2 separate regions of the Mus musculus genome follow, and region 2 is linked to region 1. The links are chromatin contacts, called in public Hi-C maps. All regions are on one chromosome and are shown on one strand. The core of a region is the stretch at or near the end of the contact, and the rest is flanking DNA. Distances in the headings are between cores, read along the strand shown. Region 1 overlaps Agap3 (ArfGAP with GTPase domain, ankyrin repeat and PH domain 3). Region 2 holds the start of Abcf2 (ATP-binding cassette, sub-family F (GCN20), member 2).

Region 1 (2,870 bases), core at 217-2,716:
TAGTTTATGCTGTGCTTGGGATCAACTCCACATGCTAAACAAACTAGGGCTGAGCTGCACCTTCAGCTCCACTGTGAAGATTTAGATTAGCAGTCCTCTGCATGGTTAGGCCAAATGTCAGATCAGGAGCCCACCCACTGCAGTCTTAAGTACAAACACAACACTGCTGTCTCCACATGTTATGTCTGAGGCCTACATCTAGGGCCTCAAATCTCCAGGGCCCCCAGCTTGGAGGGTAGAGAGGACCAGCCTAGGTTTGGCTGTCCTGGCACATGTGAACTGCAGCCCTTGGCCTGAGTGTCTACCTAGCCTATTGGGCGTGTGGCACTGGTTTTAATCCCTCTTGTTTATACCACCCTTTCTTACTTAGTGGGGCTGCACCAGTTACAGATCACCTGCAGCCCACCAGGGTCAAAGACCCTGTCATTGCTCTGTTTACAGCTTGAGCTGGGAAAGGGGGTTTTCTCTATTTTATACACCATATCTGAGGCTCAACAAGATTCCGATGTGGTCACACAGCTAGTGGGTGCCTATAATTAGCTGCTTTTTGTGTTTCTGTGACCAAAAAGCAACTTCAGGAAGGAAAGGTTTCTCTTGGTTTGCCTTTGACTGTGCTGACCATTGTAGTGGGGAAAGCAGGCAGCGGGAATGTGGGGCAGCTGGTTACATTGCATCTGAAGTCAGGAAGCAGGAGTGGTGACTTCTGGCGCGCCACTCTTAATTTAGTCCAGGATCCAGTCTGTGGAATGCCACCACCCACATTTAGGGCATGTCTTTCCACCTGAGTTATCTCCACCTAGAGTCTTCCTCACAAATGTGCTCAGAAGCAAGTTGATCCATCGCACACGCAGTGCTGGAGGTGAGGTTGAGCCCAGGTTGTGATTGTCTGCTTTGGGTTTGTGTGGATTATGGCGTTGTGTCTTACACTATCAGCCGACTGTCCAACCAGGAGCTGTCTCCTTAAGGAAGAGCCCTGGTACACAATTCACGTGTTGCCAGAACTCTAGTGAGGTTACTCCAGTGGGAAGTAGGATGCGTGAGGAAGGCATCTCACAGTGGAGTAAGGTGATATTGACAGAGGTCACTGAAGGGAGGGACAGTTCCATTGAGTTCCAAGTGACCAAAAGGACAAGGGATGGATAGATACTGTATAGTTAAGGGGGGGGGATAGGTGAGATCAAGCAAGGTTGGGCACAGAGACATGGTTAGATACAGTGTCATGGACTGCAGGGCTCTGTTGGCAGTGACAAGAAGATCATTTTTTTACCAGGTTACAGACACCTTCATGGACATGAATACCGATGTCAGTGTGGTAGCAGATGGGATAAGACCATTAGGAAGTTGATGTGGTAGCATACGTGGTTATTGGACAGAGGATCCCTTTTTGAAGAGAGGTAATAGATGGTCGGGATCCGAATGGAGGTGGTGGGAACCTGTGGCCAGCCCAAGGCCCTAGTGCTAGCATGCCGGGCCAGGAAGATGCTCTGCTGCCACCTTGTGGCCAAAGAGAGCTGTGGAACATACAGGCCATACCTGAAGATCTAATGCCTCATCCTTGGGAAGCCAGGTGCATGTAAACTTTGGTCTCCAGGCAAAAACTGGTCCTTTGTAGAATGGCAGCTGCCATTTGTTGTGGATTATGTGTCAGTCATTGTGATTATCAGTGCATCAGTAGCAAGCACTGGAGACCAACTGGAAGCCTGTGGGAGTTGTCCTTCTCCTCTGCTAAGGTGTATCTCATCCCTGTTCACGAGGTCCTTTCTGCCTAGAGACTTCTCTGTTCCTGTGCCTCTGCAGGGGGCTGAGGCCCAGAATGGCCAATGAATCAGTTGTTCATCCTGACCTAGAATGGATACTCAGGACTTGAGAGATTCATCACTAATCCTTCAGAAACTTCCAAAGAGCCATACACACAGCCCCCGTGAGACAGTTGCAGCCTGGCACTTGAGAATCAGCTGCCCAAAGAGGGGCTGGTTCTGTGGGTTCTGGTTTTCCTGAACAGGTCTGAGGGGGATGGTTCTGTGGGGCCCTGGTCCTGAACAGGTCCAGCACAGCTTTCAATGCCAGCCTTACTGCTCTTTGTAGGTGATGGCTGTTGGAGGAACAGAGCGTGGTTGTCAAGAGCGTTCAGGGCGGGTGTATGACTGTATTACACGACTAGCACCCGTCCCACACAGCTGTTCTCACACTGCTAAAGCCACCCATTGGGCACCTTGTCCTCAGACACTGGCTTCTTAGCTACTGTCCTGTTCTTGGATTTTCATTGGGAGTGCATGGGGCTGTGATGGGCAGTCCTAGTCTTTTGTGGAAGAATAGATACCTCCCATGTGTGGGATAGACAGGATAGGTAGATGAAGGCAGGGAACTGTTTTAGGGTTTCTGTTGCTGTAATAAACATCATGACATTAACAACCTGGAAAGGAGACGTCTTACTTTGCTTACACTTCCACATCACAATCAATCATTGAAGGACGTCAGGGCAGAAACTGAAGCAGGGCATTTGGTACTTACTGGTCTGCTCCGTGTGGCTTTCTCAGCCCACTTTTTTTTTTTTTTTTAAATTCTCTCATACATTCTTACCTTAGTTTCTACATGCTCCACACCTTCCAGTCCCTCCCCTCTTTTCCCCTCTCATCCAGATCCACTCAAAAACCAGAGTAGACCTCCCAGGGCTATCAACCGAACAACAGCATAACAAGTTACAACAAGACCAGGCACAAACCCTCACATCAAGGCTGGATGAGGCAACCCAGTAGGAGCAAAGGGGGCTCAAGAGTAGGCAAGTGCAGCCAGAGACAGCCGCCCCCGCTCCCACCTCCCACACTGGGAGTCCCACAACCATAGCATGCCGAGGACCTAGCTCAGGCATG
Region 2 (2,870 bases), core at 174-2,673, 110 kb after region 1:
ACAGAGTTCCAGGACAGCCAGGGTTACACAGAGAAACCCTTCTATCTCCAAACATCTGCCTCCCCCCCCAGAAAAGACAGCACCATATGGTAGAGCCTGTATACTCACCACCATAGGTAGGAAGAAAAACAGGAAATAGTACAAGTTGCCTTCCCTTTTATTGTCTACTGCAGCACCAACCAAGGTAGATCAAAAACTCCCATCTGTGTTTGCCACTTGAATTCAGTTTCCTTCATCAGTAACAAGTTTTAACTCTATGGGTGTGGGTGTCACCAAAAAGTTTCATGGCATATAAAGACATGTGTCTGTGGGTGCTTTACTCTGTTTAAAAAGATGGGGATGTGAGGACAGCCTGGCCTCAAACCTTCATCTTTTTACCTTAGCCTCCCAAATGCTGGAATTAAAGGCCTATGCATCTGCATCCAGATTCTGATCTTGGCTTCGAAAACCAGCTCAGGAAACTCACCCAACCTACCTCCATCTCCTGTGGTCTCTCTGCCATTGGCCTCCTCGATTTTCTCTTCTGCCACCTGAGGTTCTGTGACAGCATCTCCATTTTCTTCATGTCCCTTTCTGGGTCGCTGTCGGGCTTTGGCAGCCTCCTTCTTTTTGGCTGCCTTCTTCTTGGCCAGGTCGGAAGGCATGGTGATGAGCCACAGGGGTAGTTACAGTCCTTTCAGGAGTCTGAAGAAAAGCAAACAGATACTCCAAAATTCTAAACTTACAGGTAAGAATGTCTGAGTGCTATCCCATCCCTCCTTGGAATTTTCCTATCAAGCCTGTGGTGCCCAACTCTTGTCCCCGCCAACTTTGTCCGGGCTTCTCACACTCTCTCGACCGCTCCTCCAGCCTCATCTCCTCCCTTGGGGTTCGCGCGCCAATCCCCACCGCCGGCTTCACTCGGATGCGCTCTTCCCCCAGGGCCTTAGTGAGGGACCGCTCTGCCCCTCGTCTCCAGTTTCCGAACTTGGCGCTCGCGCACCTCTGCCAGCCGCCTCCTTTTCGGTTCTTCGCCAGGAGTTCGTCCCGGACCTCCCTTCCGTCCCTCTCATCCACCCCACCGACTGCGGCGCGGTTTCTCTCCCGGAACCACGAGTCCTCCCCAGCGGGTCCCTAAGGGTCTCTGCGCTCGCTGCCCCTAACCTCCCCCACACCCCGCTCGCCGGCGTCTCTGCCTGGGCCAGTTCTTTTCCCTTTCGGCCCTTTCCATTCCGACCCTGAGCTCCCTTCCGCTTCTCCTCCCGCTTCCTGCTCACGGGTCCACACTCTCCTCCCCTCCGGCGCCCCTTCCCCCTCAACTCACGGGGCCTCGCCGCTCGGCCTCTGTCGCAACAGAGCTGCTCCTTGAGCTCCTCCGCGTGCGGCCGGCTCCCCAACCAATCACGGCCCCGGGCGGCCCTTGGCGCGCTGCCGCGAGGGCTTCTGGAAAATGTAGTTCTCAAATCGTAAGAACTTAGGGCGGGACTCTCCTCCGGAACTACCACGATTCCCAGGTGTTGCGCCGTTCTAGTGACGGCATCAGAACGCGCGATGATTCTGGTTGGGGGAGGATTAGAGTCCAAGAGGCCCGTCCTACCAAGCCGGTTTGAAGAACTGAAAACTGCAAATCCCAGATTGCTCCTCGGAGAGGTGGGCTGGTCTCCCAAAGGATACCCCACCCCTAGCAGATAAATTTACCAGGCTGCTCTACTGGTTTAACCAGCAGGAAGTGCGACTAAGCTTCCCGGCCAGCGTCCTAAGAGTGCGAGACCAAACAATGAGAGAAGAGAGTTAGAAGGTGGAGGGGAAAGAAGAGCGAGTTGCTGCTGGGCAGGTGGCTCTGAAAGTGAGGTAACCCTTTGTAGACCACGCCAACAGAACTCTGTTCGAGAAAGGCATCCTCGTCTCATGGAACCGAAATTGAGAGCCTCGTCCATCGCTAACGAAACTTTTTGAAAGTGCCAGACGCTGTGCTGAACCTTGGTATCTTAGTCAAGAGTTTCTGGGTTCCACCAGAGCCATGCGAATGTGGTGGAAAAATCTAAAGTATAGGACCACTTTGCTGAGTTTAGCTCTATGGACACTTAGTTGTGACTTGTTTCATTTCCTTTGAGTCTCACTGTCTAAAATCTAAAGCAGACTTAGTGTTAGGAACATTATAAACTAGATCTGTAGCCTCATACACAAAACAACTCTACGACCCTTGCTTGCTACCTGTCCAGGGTCCTGTCCACTGGTGTGTCATCACTGATGACACAGAAGGAAGCAAACTTAGTGCCCCTGAGTGCATTCTCAGAAAGTGACCCCCTTTTCCTCTAAGGTCACCATGTTGCCAAGCTAAATAGAAATTAGGCGTGAAGATCATTGAGGGTGGACATCACAAGTAGCTTCAGAGCCTGCCCCCTGTGTCTTTGGCAGCACACTAATTTTAAGATGAAAACGGGCTAAAGAGATGGCTCAGCAGTTAAGAGCACTGACTGCTCTACTAGAGATCCTGAGTTCAATTCCCAGCAACCACATGGTGGCTCACAACCATCTGTAATGAGATCTGATGCCCTCTTCTGGTGTGTCTGAAGACAGCTACAGTGTACTCATACACATAGATAAATAAATGAAAGAAAAGGGAGGAAGGTAAAAGGAGGCTTTGTAACACACACACACACACACAGCTTTAAAAAAAAAAAAAAAGAAAAAAGAAAAGAAAAAGGAAATCCAAATGGGCCTGCCAATCGCCTAAACAGGAAACTGCGGCTGCTAAGGAAGTTGTCTGTTTCAGAAACGAAGCACTAGTATAAAACCCATGTGACCATTGTCCATTCCCACCAATGAGAAACATTTTCTTGGTCCATTGTCCACCTCTGCCTTTGAGGGTGTCCTCATTTTACTCTATG

What was found. Hi-C and Micro-C count contacts between places; a contact is called where the count stands out from the background.
Region 2: a contact with region 1 is called in a Hi-C map of rod photoreceptor, with 2.9 times the contacts expected there. The contact joins the promoter of Abcf2 here to the enhancer-like site in region 1. A contact is called at or near these places in 3 of 39 promoter capture datasets (the C10 cell line, embryonic stem cells and macrophages), 1 of 15 datasets of contacts at CTCF or cohesin (embryonic stem cells), 12 of 484 Hi-C or Micro-C datasets (B cells, cerebellum, cerebral cortex and 5 more), 1 of 115 datasets of contacts at active chromatin or transcription factors (embryonic stem cells) and 3 of 9 other capture datasets (adipose tissue, liver and pancreatic islet).

What each region holds. Positions count from the first base shown.
Region 1 is chr5:24,469,310-24,472,179 of GRCm38.p6, forward strand. The region is part of intron 1 of Agap3 (ArfGAP with GTPase domain, ankyrin repeat and PH domain 3); the gene reads left to right. Among named protein-coding and RNA genes, the nearest start is that of Agap3, 19 kb to the left of the region's middle. Within about 2 kb of position 1,467, at least 9 of the 459 cell types and tissues checked have an H3K27ac peak or open chromatin away from gene starts, as enhancers often do. A contact at or near this core is called in rod photoreceptor, where this site is marked.
Region 2 is chr5:24,576,044-24,578,913 of GRCm38.p6, forward strand. Abcf2 (ATP-binding cassette, sub-family F (GCN20), member 2) reads right to left here and starts at 1,424. Exons shown (of 14, transcript NM_013853.2): 1 at 1,304-1,424; 2 at 476-684. The coding sequence starts at 644.